Linked DNA regions of Mus musculus: region 1 is linked to region 2. Evidence: chromatin contacts called from public ChIA-PET data. All regions are on one chromosome and are shown on one strand. Each heading gives the region's core, a stretch centred on a gene start, on an enhancer-like site or on the middle of the called end of the contact. The rest is flanking DNA. Distances are from core to core; before and after follow the strand shown.

Region 1 (5,236 bases), core at 1,046-3,545, 480 kb before region 2:
TGGACTTGAACCTAGGGCGTGGTGCATGGTAGGTGAGCACTCTCCACTGAGCCACATGTCCCCAGCCCCAGAACTCTCTCATTCTCTCCATCAGAAACTCTCTACCGATTATAAACACCAAACCCACATTTCTACCCCCCTCGCCCCTAATAATCATCTCCTAACTCCCAGAGAAACACCCACTCTCTCTTCATCTCTGTGAGTCTGGCTCCAGAGCGATTTAACCCTCCTTTCTACTGCCACAATAAAATACTTGAGGCTGGGTCATTAAAGGAGAAGCTTTCTTTTGGCTCACGGTTCTGGAGAGCAGGAAGTCCAGCAGTGTGGCCTGGTGCTCCTTGTACCACCACAGTGTGAGAAGCAGACTGGCTTGTCATGCTTGCCTTGTTAGAGACAGATCGTCCCTGTGTGACACAGGTAGACACTGAACTCCTGGGTGGTGAGACCTTGCACTACCAGGACAGCTTTAAACTGGCTATAGTAACAGACCCACTCTCAAAGACGTCTAAGAATCCGTGAAAAGATTTACTAAGGAAGAGTTTCCCTCAGCTGACTATGAAGGTCACCCCCGCCCCCTTCCCTCTCGGTGCCTCATGAGAGTGGCTAATCTCCAGTGAAAGTTTTGGTGGGGACATTACATGGATATTCCACACATACACACAATATTCCACTTTGGTGTCTGGCTTACTTCTCTTACTAATTAATGTCTTCAGGAACCATCCAGGTTAGAGCATCTTTCAGAACTCCATTCCTTTGGAGGGCGAATGTTCCCATGAAATTGAACATCATTTATTGAGTCTGTTTTATTACTGTGGGCCTGTGGAGGACAAGAAGCTTTGAAATACATACAGCTTTTAAAAAGTATTTTATTTTAATTAATTAATTATTTATTTTTATTATTTTGTATGTATGAGTATTTTGTGTTTTGTTTGTATGTTTGTGGTATGAGTTTGTCTGTGTACCATGGTATGTATGATAATCTGTTTCTTCCCTTAGAAAAAAAGTATTCTCCCCGCCAACTGAGAGTGCCTGCGTTATGGGAAAGCTGGTTTCCTGTCTGCCTTATTCCCTAGGTGTCAGCTATTAGCATGATGTCTAGAAGGATTGAACAATCAATCACCGAATGGACTATGTCCCAGCATCCTTCCAACACCACCCCTGCCTTCTTATTTTAACCCACCACCATTGCAAGTGTTCTAGCAATGGCAGGTTCATTCTGCCCTCGGGTACCTCATACTACCCAGCCAGGCTCTCACCCAGCACACTTCCCGCAGTCGTGTATGTACCCTATGCTCATCTTGTCTGTGTTTGCCTGTTCTCTTCACAGAAGTGAAGGATTACGAGCCCCCATTTGGTTCCAAGGTGCGGGAGCACCCCTGTGTGGAGAGCATGAAAGACAGTGTGCTGAGAGACCGAGGGCGGCCGGAAATTCCCAGCTTCTGGCTCAACCACCAGGTAAGGAGGGCTGGCTTCCTTGGTTCTCTGAAACTCTGTTGGGTTTGTGTTCGTAAGGAAAATTCCAGCATAAGCGAATGACCTTGAGGGTTGCATTCAGTAGGCTAACGCAGCATTCCCATAGAAAGCGCAGATAAGCACCATAGGGCACTGGTCACTTTCCCCAAGCTCTCTGGATGCAGAGTTGAGATCTGTTGCTAGCTGTGCCTCCGGTCACCTCCCAAGTCTTCACACAAGGAGCCTACACCTCATTCCCTCTGTGCTCTGACTTTGCTCCTCTGAGGTCCTTCAACCTCAGAAAGAAATATTTAGCAGTTGGAAGCAAACAGCGTTGCCAGGTAGCTGGTGTGCTCATACATGCTGGCTGTGTATGGAAACGAGAGGGACACTGTGTATGAGCTTAGGGAAGAGGAGGCTGGCTCACCACAATGGAGGACCGGAAATCAATGCAGAGGAGCCTGCAGGTGAAGGAGGTTGCCGGGCCACCTGTTGAGTGACATCCTCACAGCTCACTGTCAGAACCTGAAGTTAAGGATGCTCATAGCCGTGGTAGAGGAGAAGAGAAGAAAGGGTAGGTTGTGAGTGAGAGATGGTTGGCCACAGGTGTGATGTTCCCGAGAAAGCCTCAGTAAAGAAAGAGCTAGACCGGTATTTTTCCGATTCTTTTCCATCCAGCATAGCCCTTTATGGCTCTTTCAGATGAAGTCCTTCTTCCTTGCAGACAGTGGCTGGGAAGGTCTGCCTCAAGGCAAGGGGCGTTCAAAGGAGAGCCAGAAACAGCAAGCCAGGCACAGCCAGGAAGACAAATGGGGCAGGAAGTCTGCTCAGAGCAGCCCTGGCCCAGAGCCAGCCCTGTGATGGGGAGTAGGTGAGCCAGGCTTCCCGGGGTCAGAGTATTTACCAGAGGGAGTCTCAGGCAAATTGTCTTTGGTTCTAAAAATGCAAGGCTGTTTGTAGAATCTCAGGATTTAGAAGGCCCAGGAATGGTATGCTCCATTGAAACTCTGTCACCGTCTCTTGAAGTCTCCCCTGTAAAGTTCTCTTAATGAAGTCATTATTCATTATGATAAAATTCTGGAAAGAATTTGCATAATACATTTTTTTCTCTTAATGAGATTTGTTGCCCTATTGATTTCAAGGTAATGCTTAATATTTAATTTAATTTACAGCCTGTAATTACTGTGTCAGAACAAAATAAATGTTTCTGGTGTGGCAACAATAACACTCTACTCTTAACAGGGCCATCAATCAATACCATCAGTTAGGTGAATTATGCAATTAATCCCACATCAAGAACTGGGGGCAGGGAGGGGAACTCCCCAGAAGTTGTGAAAGTTGCTGGTATCGCCTGGCAAACACCAACTCTCCAGCAAGAGTGTTAGATGTATCTTTGCCAACAGTATGGAGATCATGAGAGGCAATGTTGACCTCCACATTGGAAAGAGCTAATCTTATTTCCACCTCTCGGGCCATGCACTTACCTTCTGATTTTCTCAAAGAACTCAAAACATTAAGGAAGACATTCTTGACACAAAATGAAATCCAGCTGAGATAGAGTGCTTTGCTGTTCTAGACAGCCTTCCGTGCGTGGGAGTGAGTTTAGCGAGTAGGGTTGTGTTGGGGAGGGCCACCTTTGAAATATCTTACAGTCAAGCATATTTGACATACAAAGACAGTCACGTCAGAGGGCCTAGCTTAATGTCAATGGAGATGACGGGGGTGTCTGAGTCACCCTAGGCAATTCTGGAAGCAACTTATAAGTCATTCTGTGAAAGACAGGCTTTACCAAATGAGCTCAGGTTAATGCCTGCCCCACTCTGGGCTTGAGGGTCCAGCTCCATTCAAACAGAAGGGTACCTATGGGCTAGCACGGTTACAGTTTGAAAGAAGAAAATCTCCAGAGGCCATGAAAGAGTCAAGGGAAAGAGAGAGCCCAGCTTAAAGTGAGGAACGGAAGTCCTTCAGACCCTGTAATGGATATATCTGTTACATTCTATACAATGTATGCCACCATGAGTAGACCCTAGGCACTGGAGAGATGGCACTATTGCAAATTAGGGTGAGGACCTGAGCTCGAATCCCCAGTACCCATGTAAAAAGCTGGTGGCCATGATGTAATCCTGTAAGACAAGCACAGAAGGAAGAGGAGGCAGAAGGATCCCAAATCAGTGAGCTCCAGGCTCAATGAGAAACCCTGTCTCAAAGAGTAAGGTGTCTTTGAGGAAGACAGCTGACAGTGACCTTTGACCCACACCTACCTACACATGAACACATAGAAAGAGTGAGCCTTATTCTGAACTGTGGACCTTGTTAATGATGTATTGATACTAACTCCATGGAGACCACCCACTGACGGTGCCCTTGGGACCCCCCTCCTTTCCTCTGCAGGGCATCCAGATCGTGTGTGAGACTTTGACCGAGTGCTGGGACCATGACCCCGAAGCCCGTCTCACAGCACAGTGTGTGGCAGAGCGCTTCAGTGAGCTGGAGCATCCGGAGAGACTCTCTGGGAGGAGCTGCTCCCAGGAGAAGATTCCAGAAGATGGCTCGCTGAACACTACCAAATAGCTTTTTCTGGGCAGGCTGGGCCAAGCCTCCAGAAGCCGTCCTCTAGCCAAAGACCAGAGGCAGCAGGATTCTCTCCTGACTGATGCTTCTGGAAAACCAAGGACTTGCTCCCTTCTTCCCCAGGAGCTGCCCCGTGTTTAGAAGCGGCAGCAGCAGCAGCAACAACCATAGCGGCGGTGGCAGCGGCGGGGGATGAGTGACAGAGAGCGTCCTATGCCTTGGAGACTGTCATGGCATAAGCTGTGCTAGCACCTCCTCAGGAAATGAGATTGATTTTTACAACAGCCAATAACGTTTGCACTTTATTAATGCCTGTGTGTAAATACGAATAGCTATGTTTTATATATATCTATATATCTATATGTCTATATCTCTCTATATATAGCCATACTCTGCAAGGAGACAAAGAAAATGATCAAATGTGTTCCCCGGGGAATTAGTTTTTATTGGAGAGCTCTAGAATGGAGCAGAAGGGACTCGGGATAGCGTTAGCACTTGACAATCAGTCACACAAGCAACGATCCCCTGACAGCAGGGTTGGGGGCACAATTGTATGAGAAGGATCCATGCCTTGCAGCCTGCTTTGGCCACAAAACACTTTGTTTTGCAATAATGACCCTCTACAGTAGGGTGCTTTATGGACCAGGGAGCTGAGCTCCAGTCCAGCACTGAGTCCCAGGATCTCCCATGTGTCTTTGCTTCTCTTGGTTGTTATCTTTGACATTCAAGCCCCACTCTGACTTGTGAACCTTCTGACTTAGCCTTGAAACTTGGCCCCATTTTTCTGCTTTTACGGGCTACCAAAAATCAAAGAAGACCGTTCCCCACCCATGAAATTGGCCTACCATCTACTAATAAGATTGAGTTCTTTGATCCTTTCCTGTGCATAAGTAACTGTTATTTGTTCCCTGCCATTATCCTTTGTTGATTTTTTTAAAACAAGGCACACCCTACACTCAGCCCCTCAGCCTCACTGTGTTTAATTTTTGTCGCTCTGCTGCTGGGTCTTCCAGCTTGCCATGGCAACACCAGTGGGTTCCATTATCCCAGCCTCCCAAATAGCGGACAGGATTTGAATGGCGCACGCTGCCCATACTGTACAGCTGTGTCCGGGGACTCTTTGAACCCTCCTTTTCCTCGATCAACACACTGTCGAAAAAGTTAGTTGAGCTTCTTTAGAACTATTTGGGAGGTTGCAGAGAAGCTTAGATTC
Region 2 (5,327 bases), core at 2,249-4,748:
TTAAATCTTCATGGAAACTGACATCTGAGCATGCCAGTGAAGGGTTTATATAGATTGGGTTAACTCAGGTAGGAAGATTTGGTGTCAATGTGGGTGGTATCATTCCATGGCCAGAGGTCCTGAACTGAATAAAAAGGCCAAAGCTGACTGAGCATCACCATCCCTTTCCCTCTCTCTTTGCCTCCTGACTTCAGATACAATGTGACCAGCACTGTGCTGCTCTGCCTCCTGACTTCAGATACAATGTGACCAGAACTGTCCTGCTCTGCCTCCTGACTTCGGGTACAATGTGGCCAGCACTGTGCTGCTCTGCCTCCTGACTTCAGATACAATGTGGCCAGCACTGTCCTGCTCTGCCTCCTGACTTCAGATACAATGTGACCAGCACTGTCCTGCTCTGCTTCCTGACTTTGGATATAATGTGACCAACATGGTCCTGCTCTCAACAAAGTACCTTCCCCAACATGATGGACTGCATCCTCAGAATTAGAAACCAACATGAAACCTTCCTCCATTAAATTGCTTCAGTTGGGTATTTTGCCACAACAATAGACAAGTAACTAAAAATAGTTGCTGGAATACTTTTAGTTGATGATATAGTAATAGTAGTAGATCTAGTTTAGGCACTAAACTGACAAGATCTAGTGACAAGAGTGATCAGTTAGAGTTAGAGAAGTTGTGAGCATCTGAGGCTCTCTACAATAGCACATGATGTAAAAGTACCTAAAGTAACTGCTATGCCTGTTGGTTCTGCTGTGGGTTGCTGGCCTCCATTGATCAGCGAAGGAAGCACTAAGCCTTAATAAAAATAAATAAAAGGTAATCATTTTTCCATCTAAGTCTAGATTCTGAAGTTCACTTTGGGTAGCTTAAGTTAAGAACTTTGACTGTAAACAGTCATTTCAAATGACAACGACCTTTTTGGCTCAGCATGAGTGCCTCAAGAAAGCCAGCCTCCATTCACCTTTTACACTGACTGTGCTCAGTACCCATCCCATGGCCAGATGGCTCGGAGAGGCCTGGCAGCTGGTGTGAAATCAAAGCATACATATACAAAACCCTCAAATCTCTCCAAGCTAACTGCCACTCATCCCCATCCCTCCTGCCTCCCCACTCCCCCAAAACAAGAGCTGATTGGCTTCCTCTCTCCTTTCTCTGGGCCTGTCTCTATTACACCAAGGTCCCCATTTAGGAAGAGAAAATGGTCACTGTGTCCACAGAGCTCAGTTTCTGACTGTGGGCAACCTAGGGCTTTGGGATGATTACTTCAGTGTCACCACAGTTGTTCCTAAAATGACTCAGGTCAGAGGCTGGACCCTGGAAGCCCTAATGAGCTAGGCTTGGCCACCCACCCTCAAGACACCAATGGAAGACAAGAAACAGAGGAAGTGGATCTACTTGATGTGACCACAGTGAGAAGAGAAACAAAAGAGGTCCAGTGACCCCAGAATCCATCTTTGATGGTGGTGGGGTCCTAACATGAGATTTATGTTTAAATACAGGGCAAGAAAGCAGACCTGGTCCGGATCTGGTCCTGCCCACCATACCCAGTCTATCCCACAAGGTATTCTAACAAATCAGAGCTGCTTGCAGTCTCATACTAGGAGACAAGTTGTCCTCCAACTGGCGCCAGATCTTGGACATTTCCTTCTGATATGAGACTTCTGCAGAAATCTTGAATCCTTAGGTCCATTGCCTCGACAGCCTGATAACAAAAACTAGGGGCACAAGTATCTCCTTAGGCTATCTCCACTCCAGTCAGGATGGTCACATGACCAGGCTGATATTTCTGGAGAGTGACGAGCACTCTATCTTGTCTTGTAGTATTGCACCTTCAAGTCACCACCCACTCCCGCTTGGATGCTGGTCTCTCAGACGGTGCTGTCCTATAGTCTTCCTGGCCGACTAAATCTGATTCACACCTATCTTAGTAGGGCCCATGGGCTAAAATAACTTGTGGACATTTATTTCTTTTTGTCTTTGTTCATTAAATACCATCCAATAAATTCTTCTATTTTGGCCGCTGGCCAAGGAAGCCTAAGTGTTTAGATATAAACACTTTTCCTATGGCCCTTTTATAGGGGAGACCTACTAACCTCTGTCACGGCATATCAGACAGGCCTGACCAGGAAACCTGCAGCTATCTAGGCCACTGTAAGGGCGTGGGGGTGGGGAGCTCGTTATCAAGATTGGTTACCTCAGAGTCGTTAGAGTATAGGAGGTTAACAGAACACAGCAAAGAACATAGAGAAGAAGCAGGAGGCAGGACGTGGCCACTACCTGCCCTGGAGGGAGAGGGAATATGGTGTAACTGGCTAATTAAGAAAGGGGAGTGAAGGTTCTTACTCTCTTGACCATAATTTCACACTGGTACTTCTGGCTGAAGTCAACCAGAAAGCTGTTGACCAGGGATGCTAGAGAATGCAGCTTCCTGCAACACAGAGAAACAAAGAAAAGGGCGTGGCCTATCTGTGTTTAGAGCAGATGCAGATGGGCAGATATGGAGATCACCAAAGCCTGCCTTTCAGTTTGAGGAAAGTGTCCACTGTGAGAATCAGTACTATTACCCATATGTGTGCTACTGTGAGCTTCTGCCCTGCCCTTGGGTCCATTTTGGATTGTCTAGGCTAAACATGTGTAAGGAAACAGTCAGATGGATTTCCTTGATGCCGTGACAAAGGCAACTAAAGAAATGAAGGGTTTATTCTGCCCCTGGTCTGAGGTGAGTGAGCTATAGAGCCAGGAGTGTGAGGCAGTGTGTCATATTGTATTGAATCGGAAGCACAGAGATGGGGACACCAGTGCTCAGCTCAGTTTTTCCTTTTAATTCAGTTCAGGGTGCCACTGTATGACATAGTGCCACCCACAGTTAAGAGTAGGCATTTATGCCTCAACTAATCCAATCCAGAAACCCCCTCATAGATAAGATGGAGGATGTCCCATGGTGATCCTAACTCCCACCCTGTTGGCAATGAGGATTAAGAACAGCGCTGCATTAAACTGGCTTAGACCAGAAGTTTTGAGTAAGGACTGAAATGAGATGACACTTGTGACTAATTAAGAAAGGCGAACACATGAGGTAGACCCAGAAAGTTCTACAAGCTCCTTCTCTCCAATGACATCCCCCATGCTGCTTACCACACAGGCCAGAAACATGGCGAGACTATGAGTTTGCTGGGCAAACTCCCATGATGCTTTGGGTCCACGAGGACATTTTTCCTAGAGGTGGGTAAATTGTTAGAAGAATTGCATCTGCCTGCTTCATACAGAGTTTTCTTCCACACCTGTCTGCTGTGCCAACCTCTAAAACCACAAGCGTGACAGCTTAGTTTAAAGAGCTTCCTCTTTTAAATGCCAGCCAATGAAGTCAATGGCGGATGTAATAACATAAAGAACAAAGCCACTATGGAAAACTTTTTGTCCCCTTGAATGTCACATGCTGGCATAAAAAGGTGCAGAGACTGACACGGGCTACTCCCTCAAGACAGCATCCAAACACAGCCTCAAGGACTGGCTGCTTAGAGATTGACCACATCCAGATTCTGCCCAGGTAAACACTGACTCCCAAGCATAAAAGGCTCTCGGAGCCTCTTTGAAGCTTTCTAGGGGCCAGTGTACCTTCTGCCTTCAACCACCTCCTGAATAGGTGTGCCTCTGCCTCTCCTCTTCTTGTAACTTGCCAGGGTTTGGCCGTGACATGGATGAATAAGGCAGTAAATGTGGGATTTGGTCTCACAGCCCAGCCTCCCTCATATTCTGCTCCTCACAGTCTTGTTTCTGTATGAAAGTTGTCAGTTCAGAGAGAGCGAGAACAAGAGGAAGAGGCTCTTCCTACCAAGATGATGTCTTCCTTCCCAGGACAGTCTGTCACAGAGTCCCTAAGGGAATGTTGGGCTAGAGGTTAGCTTCTAAGCAGAATGGTTGATACTAACCTAGAATAACTCCAATGATTGACACAGTTTTAAAAAAAGTATCACCTTTGAATGTACTTAACATTTTGCTTTTAATTGACTTGCATTTTTATTTAAATCCATTTAAGAGAAATCTTATATATATATAACAAATGCAAAATTAATATAATGTTCTAGAACTAGAAGGTAACCAGGAAAACAAAATAAGGTTATCCTGAGCCTCAGAAAGCCGAGAATCAGGGGGTGGGGGTTGGTTGCAAATAGGGAGAGGGCTGGTAAAGATTTACTGTTGCCTGGGTGATGATATTGCTCAACAGGTAAAAGTGCTTGCCTCCAAGTCTGACGACCTATTGTAGCTTGTGGTCTTTTTTTTTTTTTTTTTTGTAGCTTGTGGTCTTATCTACCCCGCTTTATGCTCCTGGGCAGGCTGCACTTCCAGCCACCCACCCAGGGAAACTTTGGATACTCGGATAAAAGACAACACATATTAGCTTATTTTTAATGTGCCTTGCTAGCTCAATGGTTGGACACTTGTTAGCCTCTTGCCTTGTACCTCAGGCCTAATCAAGGAAGCGGCCAGTGGCCACTTATCTGAGATATGACACGGTTGGTTGGCTTTCTCTCCTGAAGCTCCAACATCCCTTCTGTCTCCCTCTTGAACATGGAAAATCTCCCTCTGCTCCCTCCTCTCTCCTAGCCTTTCTGCCCAGCCATTGGCTACTGACTCTTTATTGACTGATCAAAAACCAATTGGGGACAAGGACCTTTAGTGTATAGGCACACAGATCCCCGATTAAGTCAAAGCATCCCAACATCAACCTACAACCTTTGTTCCATCCCCAGCACCCACATGGCAGAAGGGGAAGACATAAGCCCCGCAACCTATCCTCTGACCTCCATATGCTCACCATGATAGGCACCCACATGCATGTGCTCACATGTGTGCACACTTACAACTGAAGACATGTAATAGAAAGGAAATGCTGGTACGAAAATAAAATGGTTTCTCGTAAACACCTGGAAGGATTGAAGGACCAGACTGGGGAGCGGCTGGTAGAGTCTGTGTCCTGTTGCCGTTTCTGATCTCATTGTTGTAACCACAGGAAAAATCTGCTTTGGCTCACAGGAGAGAGCACGTTCCATCACAGCAACAAAGGCACCGAGGACTTCAGGATGGGGGAAGCATGCAGCAGACACTGCAGGCATCTTAAAAGGTCAAGAAATAATGCAGACAGGAAGTGGAACCAGTCTGTAAAACCTCAAGGCCCACCTCCAGAGACACACTTCCTCCACGGAGGCTTCCATTCCTAAACACTCTACAACCTTGAAACAGCAATACCAACTAGGAACCACCAAATATTCAAATGCACCCATGAGCCTGTGGGAGACATTTCTTATTCAAAAGACAAGAAGTGA

Evidence for each region. ChIA-PET counts read pairs in DNA pulled down with a chosen protein or histone mark.
Region 1: an RNA polymerase II ChIA-PET map of memory CD8 T cells shows a contact between it and region 2, with 12 read pairs. The contact joins two enhancer-like sites.

Annotation. Positions count from the first base shown.
Region 1 is chr9:116,089,165-116,094,400 of GRCm38.p6, reverse strand. It overlaps Tgfbr2 (transforming growth factor, beta receptor II), which reads left to right. Exons shown (of 8, transcript NM_009371.3): 7 at 1,328-1,455; 8 at 3,844-5,236. The coding sequence ends at 4,023. Among named protein-coding and RNA genes, the nearest start is that of Gm31014, 37 kb to the right of the region's middle. Within about 2 kb of position 2,295, at least 43 of the 459 cell types and tissues checked have an H3K27ac peak or open chromatin away from gene starts, as enhancers often do. A contact at or near this core is called in memory CD8 T cells, where this site is marked.
Region 2 is chr9:115,609,917-115,615,243 of GRCm38.p6, reverse strand. No RefSeq gene overlaps it. Among named protein-coding and RNA genes, the nearest start is that of Gm39448, 46 kb to the left of the region's middle. Within about 2 kb of position 3,498, at least 75 of the 459 cell types and tissues checked have an H3K27ac peak or open chromatin away from gene starts, as enhancers often do. A contact at or near this core is called in memory CD8 T cells, where this site is marked.